Linked DNA regions of Xenopus laevis: region 1 is linked to region 2. Evidence: chromatin contacts called from public Hi-C data. All regions are on one chromosome and are shown on one strand. Each heading gives the region's core, a stretch centred on a gene start, on an enhancer-like site or on the middle of the called end of the contact. The rest is flanking DNA. Distances are from core to core; before and after follow the strand shown. Region 1 has its middle 12 kb from the start of LOC121393618. Region 2 has its middle 4.0 kb from the start of vegfa.L.

Region 1 (4,571 bases), core at 1,523-4,022, 110 kb before region 2:
TGAGACTTTGTTCCATGAACCAAACAGGTTTCTAGTGTTATTGGAAAAACAATGTGAGTTCTGTCTTATTGGTCCAGTCTGCCACTCCCTGACCCTCAGTGGCCCCTAAAGTGACATTATACCTTGTGAGAAATGTCTGCAATCCTCATTCCTTCTCCTTCTGGAACCAAATCCTCATTATCTATAATGACTGCGGAATTACTTGGCGGAACGGAGCAGAACTCCAGATCAGATTATTACTATGGGAAAGTGTTTTATAAGAAGTTCATGGGTTCTGCCTCTCTGTACAGGGGCCTGGTTCTATTAATAAAAACATTAATGCTTGAATAATAACAAGATTGGATCTGGTTCCCCAGATCTGGTAATAGGAAACTTCCTAAAGATGGATCCATCCCTGGCAATATGGGAGCCTGACCCACTGTCAGGTCCTGGATAGCGTACTGGCCCCAAGTGCTGACAGTAAATTGGCTCCATAAGAGATTTATGTTGCACCAGTCACTGATCATTTCTATGTTTGTACACAGTACGGGGTATGCAAACGGTTATTCATGCAAAGCAACCAGGGAGTCTAGTCAGGCAATAGCAGTGATCAGGGGAATAAACCTCCTTATCTGATTTACATCCCCAAAACTTTGGGTCTAAATTTATGAATAGAGCTCCTGACTTTATTTGTACTTGTAGTACTTGGTCAACTACAACTCCCATCTTCCCCTGTCAACAGAAACCATGTAGTGCAAGGATGGAGCCATTTAGCAAAAAGTCAATACGGTACCATTGAGAGACATTATCCTTCCTCTATCCCATTCATTCCCCATTATGCTTCCTCTATACCATTCATTCCCCCATCATCCTTCCTCTATTCCATTCACTTCCCCATTATCCTTCCTCTATTCCATTCACTTCCCCATCATACTTCCTCTATTGCATTCACTTTCCCACCATACTTCCTCTCTGCCATTCACACACCATCATCCATTCTCAATTTCATTCACTATCTATCTATCTATCTATCTATCTATCTATCTATCTATCTATCTATCTATCTATCTATCTATCTATCTATCTATCTATCTAATCTATCTATCTATCTATCTATCTATCTATCTATCTATCTATCTATCTATCTATCTATCATCTATCTATCTATCTATCTATCTATCTATCTATCTATCTATCTATCTATCTATCTATCTATCTATCTATCTATCTATCTATCTAATCTATCTATTTATCTATTTCATGGTTGCCCCTGAGGTTCCCTTGTGCATTTTCGGTGCTTGGGCAATAATGTTCCCTTGTCCCTTACAGAGAAGCGATTCCCATCCAGCTGGGCTCTGAGCTCGTTTCCATAGGCCATCAGCCTCTTCTCCGGGGAATGCAATCCCCTATTCATACACCCAGCACTCAGCTCAAGGGCACCCGAAGGTCATATTTGCCCATATTCAGTGCTGGGCTGCCCCATAAAAGCCACAGAAAGGGAATTGTGGGGAAATGCACAAATTGTTAAAGCAAATATTTGTCTGAGTCTGAACTGACCCAGAAACAAGAAGAGAAAGGAGCATTGACGTTGGTGGGGGCTGGAGGGTCCCACTGATGTTTCTATTTCCTTCCTGAGAGACTGGACACTTGCATTGTACAGATGGGATGTCCTAAAATAATGTGCATAGGAGCCCCCCAACAATGCTCAGATGGGGTGTCTGCTAGTCCCCATATAACTCACATTTACATGTGGTACATGTGAATAAAATAAATAGATCTTCAGCTTCAGGCTGAGCCCCCTTAGCTCATAACAAGGTTACAGATATATAGAAACATTGGGTAACAGTCATCCTGTTATAGTTCCAGGTGTATTAAAGGCACAAATAAGCATTCACCCCAAATCTCCCCCTAACTGGCCTTCAGGCTGGGCCCCCTTAGCTCATAACAAGGTTATAGATATATAGAAACATTGGGGTAACAGTCATCCTGCTATAGTTCCAGCGGTACCCAAGGCACAACTAAGCAATCACCCCAAATCTCCCCCTAACTGACCTTCAGGCTGGGCTCCCTTAGCTCATAACAAGGTTACAGATATATAGAAACATTGAGGTAACAGTCCCCCTGCTATAGTTCCAGGGGTACCCAGGGCACAAATAAGCACTCACCCCAAATCTCCCCCTAACTGGCCTTCAGGCTGGGCTCCCTTAGCTCATAATAAGGCTACAGATATAAACTTTGGGGTAACAGTCACCCTGCTATAGTTCCAGGGGTATCCAGGGCTCAAATAAGCACTCACCCCAAATCTCATCCTAACTGGCCTTCAGGCTGGACCACCTAAATTCAACTAGTGAGAATGGTACTGTGAATAAAACACAGAAAGAGGTTCCCAGCACAAATGGTGGGGAAATATACTGAGCTATGCCTGTCTGTCCTACAGAGATTAATTAATTACTCAGGACTTAGAAGGAGCCAAATGGCTGCTATTATAGTCACATAGACATACACTAACTCATCGCCCAGGAGTCAGGACAATTAGATTTAAAGGGGAAACAGTTGTCATTGTCACTTGGTGTTCTTCATCTCTCCTCTTGGTTCCTTCCCTTTACCCTCTGGTTTTTGTTCTGCTATGGTGAGACAGGGAGTGGCGGTGGGATAGAACCAGTAGGGGTTGGTATTCCAGGCACCAGCATCGGACTGGGGGCCCACTGGGGCTGCATCATTTGGGCCTACGCACCACCACCACGGCCCCTTCTACAGCCACAACACCCCTCCGCCCCCTACACGTACCAGCGAGTACATCTTCTCTCTGCTCTTAACGATTAGGCAGGGAGGAGGTCAGGGAGCGCACTGATCTAGTCTGGGCCACCAGGGTCCATGAGAGCTGGGGCCCACCAGTTTTTTTCCTGGTGTCCCACCAGACCAGTCCAATCCTGCCAGGCACCCAGGCTCCAATAAGTTCCCCCACACCTGCATGATAGCAATAGGGACTTGCTGGGAGGCGCGGCCAATAGGGACATGAAAAGAGCCACAAGGAGAGTAGAGTTCACTAGACTTCACATTGTGAAGAGAGAGAAAGAGAGAGAAAGAGAGAGAGAGAGAGAGAGAGAGAGAAAGAGAGAGAGAGAGAGAGAGAGAGAGAGAGAGAGAGAGAGAGAGAAAGAGGAAACGACTCCTGCACTTCAGTTTACCCTGGCCATTATTTGCTTTTAAGTTTTATTTAGACTGTGGATCGAGTTCTATGGGACTTTGGAATTGCCTTTTTGTTATTCTACTTCCATAGAAGGATTTGTCACTGTTGTGTTACCATTGGATTTTGCAAAATAAAGTGATAAAATTCCACATGGTTTCTATCCAGAGTTCTGGCTTCTGTTACATCATTGACATGACAAACAGATTTTTGCTTTGGGAAAAATATTTCATCGGACTGGAGGAACCTGGGATAGAATTTCCAGCTGCTGACGTGGGCGCTAGGGCCAATAAGAAGTCCAGGGGGAGGCAGATACTAACAAAGCGTCTTTTTCCTTGCGTCATAGCCCATGTGATCTGTGCTGCTGTATAGCGCCCAGGGGCTCCTTAGTGACCCTCATTAACTGCAGTGTCAGCTCTAACTATTAACACAACAAATACTGCCTCCCATTCACTCACCAATAACTGGCAACTGGGCTATAATAACAAACCCCCCATTAGCACTCCCTACTCATAACAACATCTAAAGCACATTCAGTAATGAGGTTGAACTTGCCTTTTTATACACTCAATGAAAGATTAGTCAAATACTTTGCCATGGATTATGAGTCTAATTTACTAAATATGTGTTAAATTGCACCCATGCAGTTGCCTGTAGCAACCAATCAGACCTTAATTGTTTCTTGTGTTTCTTTACTACTTTAATTATGTCTGTTTCAGAGCGGCTGCTACCACTATATACATTTATTGCTAGCAAAGCTTCAGGTCTGGGAGCATGCTCAGTAAGGAATAAAGGTGGTGCTGGGAAAGAGAAAAGGAAATATTTATTTTTCTCCCATAGGACTCAAAGCACTTTGCAGCAATCAAGGCAGCCATTATAGACACACTAAGTAGCCAGGATACTGGTTACAATGAGTTGCCACAAGGATTTGAACCAGGGTCTTTAGTATGACATCAAAGGCTGATCACTTAACCTCTAGGACAACTCCTCCAAAGAAGTATTTATTATTATTAACATGTATTTATATAGCGCCATCATATTGCGTAGCACTGTAAAGTAAATGTGATTATACAACTACATCACATGAATTACATATATATGGAGAAACAAACATCACAAATAATACAGGTACAAAAAGGTGAGGAAGGCCCTATGCATAGACATACAGTCTAAAGGGAAGGGAGTAATACACAAGGTGTCGGAGTTAGACATGACCACCACAAAATGCATTCCCCTGTGCAAAGGAAGGAGAGACAAGTCACACGAGTACTTGGATTTAAATCTTCCATGCAGAGGAAGTCAAGACACTGGAAATACACTGCCCCATGCAAAGAAAATAAACTCCCCCATGCAGAAAAAGTAGTGCGTCACACGAGTACCAGGAAATACACTCCCCCATCCCAAG
Region 2 (4,503 bases), core at 1,257-3,756:
CTCAGTAATCCAGACTCTAAACTGTTAATCTCTCTTTGATGTTTCACCCTGACAGCTCAATAATCCAGGGACAGGCTGTGAACTGTTCCTCTCTCTCTGGTGTTTCAGTCTGCCAGATCAATAGTCCAGTTTCTGAACAGTTCCTCTCTCTCGTGTTTCAGTCTGACCGCTCAGTAATCCAGGTCCATAACTGTGCCTCTCTCTGGTTTTTAAATCTGGCAGGTCTAATCATGGGACAGACACTGAACTGATCCTCCATCTCTCTGGTGTTTCAGTCTTCCAGCTTCATAATCCAGATTCTGAACTGTTCCTCTTTCTGGTGTTTCAGTTTTACAGCTTCATAATCCAGATTCTGAACTGTTCCTGTATTTGGTGTTTCAGTGTAAGGCTCAGTAATTCAAGGGCAGACTGAACTGTCCCTCACTCTAGGGTTTCAGTCTGATAGCTCAGTAATCCAGGGACAGAACTGTTCCTCTATCTGGTTTTTCAGTCTGCCAACTCAGTAATTCAGATTCTGAACTTTTCCTCTCTCTGATGTTTCAGTCTGATAGCTCAGTAATCTAGGAGCAGAACTGTGTTTCAGTCTGGAAGATCTGTAATCCAGGGGCAAAACCAGTGGCGGAACTACCGGGGGAGCAGGGGGTGCACCCCCCTCAGGGCCCCCGGCAGCTCGAGCACTGGCGATTTCCGGCCGCATCGGCCGATTTCGGCGCAGATAATCTGGTATGGAGGGGGCTCCCCTCCAGTTAGGTTTCTGCACAAAACTGTTGCTGTTTTAGGTGTTTCAGTCTGATAATTTAGTAATCCAGGGGCAGACTCTGGACTGTTTATTTTTCTGGCATTTCAGTCTGCCAAATAAATAATCCAGATTATGAACTATTTCTCTCCCTGGAGTTTTAGTCTGACAGCTCTGTAAACCAGGGGCAGAACTGTTCCTGTCTTTGGTGTTTCTGTTTGATGGCTCAGTAATCCAGGTGCAGACTGTTTCTCTTTCTGGTGTTTCAGTCTGTCAACTCAGTAATCCAAAATTGAAACTGTTCCTCTCTCTGGTGTTTCAATCTAACAGATCAGAAATCCAGGTGCAGAAATGTTCCTCTCTCTAGTGTTTCAGACTGACAGCTGTGTAATCCAAGGGGGGACTACTCTATACTGTTCCTCTCTCTCTTGTGTTTCAATTTGGCAGTTTAGTAATCCAGGACAAACTCTGAACTGTTACTATCTTTGGGGTTTCAGTCTGACAGCTCAGTAATCCAGAGTCATACTCTGAACTATTCCTCTCTCTGGTGTTTCAGTCTGACAGTTTAGTAATCCAGGTGCAGACTCTAAACTGTTCCTGTCTCTGGGGTTTCAGTATGGCAGTTCCATATTCTAGGGGCAGACTCTGAACTGTTCCTGTCTCTTGTGTTTCATTCTGAAGTTTTAGTAATCCATGGGCAAACACTGAACTGTTCTTCTCTCTGGTGTTTCAGTGTGGCAGTTCAGCAATCCATAGGCAGACACTTAACTGTTTATCTCTCTCTAAGGTTTCAGTGTGGCAGTTCAGTAATACAGGGGTAGACTCTAAACTGTTCCTCTTTTTGGGGTCAGGTGTGCTTCTACCATGAGACAAGGTAAGAATCTTGCCTCAGGTGTTAGTGCCCCACAAATTATCAAGGGCGGCATTAAGCTCAAGACATTGTTTCATTACATCATTATTCTGTGGCACAGTGAGGGGGTGCTAACCTCCAGTGAGCCACAATTAGTAGTATGGGACCCCAAGATTACTGATGGCACCCTGCTAAAAAAAATAAAAGATTATGTGAATTTAGCCTGTAAGGCAGGATATCACAGAATGCAGATGTGGTAGGTACATGGAGTCAGAGCAATTGCTAGGGCTGAGGTGTCTAGCAGCTTTCTGGAGATTACTATAAAAAATTTTCTTTTCAGTTTTTTTCTCAGTGTCCTGGATTTTATCACGGTTCAAAGCAGTGCAGGACCACGCACACCCTGTAGAAGATAAGAGACGCCTGGTGCACAAGGGTAGAGGCTCGGCCACCTCACAACAGGATACAAATCAGCAAAATCCGATGGCACACAGGACTACAGGAATTCTTCCAAATTTTTTATTATAAAACGGATTGCAAATGCAACATTTCGGGGAATAAAAACACTTGACAAAGTGGATTTTTATTCCCCGAAACGTTGCATTTGCAATCCGTTTTATAATAAAAAATTTGGAAGAATTCCTGTAGTCCTGTGTGCCATCGGATTTTGCTGATCTGGATTTTATCACCCTAGTGATTATACCTTCAGTTCTTCTTTAATGCTTACAAAAAAATGCACACTTGGCTTTTTCCTATATTTATGTATGAGCTTTATAAACCATGAAATAACATGCCAAGAAAGTTACATTGTTGGGACCCAATAAATACACTTGCTGAGTCCAGCGGCCAGCAGGTGCCGTCCCAGAGCTATTAATTGCATAGTGAGCACAATTTCCCTTCTTGGCGCTCTAAAATACTCCACATGCTTTAAAGCCTGACCTTCTTCCATACATTATACACTGTTTTATGCACCAGGAGACTGCTTGCTTTTCTGTCCCTCTGCTCCCTGGGGCCACTTTCTTCATGCTTTTCCCTGGTGTTTCAGCTGTGGCGCACTGTATAGGTTAAATGTATCTCAGTATGTCTTTGGGATGTCAGGTATTGAGATGGTTATTTATCAGAATTTGATCCTCCCTTTGTGTAAGTAACGTGTATATTTCACTTTTACAACAGCTTTTTCTGCATGGGAAACAATAAGAAATGTACAGTGTATTCACAGCACGATCAGTTCAGGCTACGCTATAGGGGATGCTTTATAGGATTTGGTTATACATAGGCTAGACTTATCTAGAGCAATAGGAGTAGTTACTGGGAGGGTTATATTGGCCAGTAGAAGGCAATATAGTGTAAGTTTTATGGAGTTCAAGGAGGGGGTTACCTGTAGAAATGGAGGGTGTAAACAAGAAGGGATATATCGGATCAAGAACAATTATAGAAGAAATGTAACATTATGAGCTGCTTTTCAAGGCTTTGCAAGAGAACAAGTGGCAGCCAATTAACAGCTAGGCAGACCTAACAGGACTGCAGTTCATTGTTTACTATGTAAAGTCAGAGCTGTGATTGTCTACCCACAAAGACTCGTAGGACACGCCCACCACCCATTTGTAACTCATGGACCAGAGAAGATCTATGGGAAACTCCAATAAAGGGTTAATTTTTAAAGGTTTAATTTTTAAAGGATCCCTAAAGCTCAGTAAATGCAGCCTACATGATGAGCGGGATTGTCAAAAAACCCTACATGTCCCCTTTAAAAGGAACAATGGAGAGGCTAAGCAAACAGAAGGTGTTGCCAGTGTGCAGCAGCAAAGGGAAATGTGAGGGGGTATGAGAGGATGGGGAATGCGTTTGAACAATGGCAGTTATTTGTCTCCATGTAATCGCATGCTGATAACCAGCTCATCAGGAGTCTTTCCTTTCATGAGAAGAGCAGTGTGGCCCTTTGCCCATTCTTGCCTAATCTCTAGTGTTCCAGGTGATTACATCTCATTTCCTCAGCCAGGCTCAGCTAGCATTCCACACTCACCATTATGTGCAGTTACCATAGGGCAAATAAAGGCTTCTTATTCCCACCACCATTAAGGCTCAACACCTCAACATATTCACAATGGCACAAAGGAGAAGACAAGAGGCACCCAAAGCACATGGCAGCCGCTGTTATGTGCAGTGTAAAGAGGGAGCACATTCAGATAGGAGATGTATAGATATAGCAGCACTGCTGTTGTTTCTACCTCTAACCACCCTATGAAGGAAAGAAGGCAGGCCTCATGGGTGGGCAAAATCTACTTTTTTGCTCAGATTGTTTATACAAAGTTAGTGAGAGTGAAACAAAGAAATAGTCCTAAGTGGTCTTAAAATGTGGATGGGATCTGTCTGTAAGTAATGTGCCCATTAAACAATAAGTATTTCTCTAGGCTGAAGGCAGTTACATTATCTTGGTATAGGCAAAATCCCTCTCTACTATACCTTCTTTCCCACAGCCATAGTTTCTTTGCAATATTATCCCACTGTTACTATAGGCACAATCTTTCCCTACTATACCTGCTATCCCAGAGTCACAGTCCCTTCCCAGAGACTATTATCCCACTGTTACTATAGACACCATCTCTCCATACTATACCTGCTATCCCACAGTCACACTCCCTTCCCAGAGACTATTATCCACTGTTACTATAGACACCATCTCTCCCTACTATACCTGCTATCCCACAGTCACACTCCCTTCCCAGAGACTATTATCCCACTGTTACTATAGACACCATCTCTCCCTACTATACCTGCTATCCCACAGTCACACTCCCTTCCCAGAGACTATTAGCCCACTGTTACTATTGACACAATCTCTCCCTACTATACCTGCTATCCCACAGTCACACTCCCTTCCCAGAGACTATTATCCCACTGTTACTATAGGCACCATCTC

Evidence for each region. Hi-C and Micro-C count contacts between places; a contact is called where the count stands out from the background.
Region 1: a contact with region 2 is called in a Hi-C map of the XL177 cell line, with 3 times the contacts expected there. The contact joins two enhancer-like sites. A contact is called at or near these places in 2 of 4 Hi-C or Micro-C datasets (the XL177 cell line and the XTC cell line).

The regions. Positions count from the first base shown.
Region 1 is chr5L:24,563,777-24,568,347 of Xenopus_laevis_v10.1, reverse strand. No RefSeq gene overlaps it. Among protein-coding and RNA genes, the nearest start is that of LOC121393618, 12 kb to the right of the region's middle. Within about 2 kb of position 2,772, at least 1 of the 7 cell types and tissues checked has an H3K27ac peak or open chromatin away from gene starts, as enhancers often do.
Region 2 is chr5L:24,448,969-24,453,471 of Xenopus_laevis_v10.1, reverse strand. No RefSeq gene overlaps it. Among protein-coding and RNA genes, the nearest start is that of vegfa.L, 4.0 kb to the right of the region's middle. Within about 2 kb of position 2,506, at least 1 of the 7 cell types and tissues checked has an H3K27ac peak or open chromatin away from gene starts, as enhancers often do.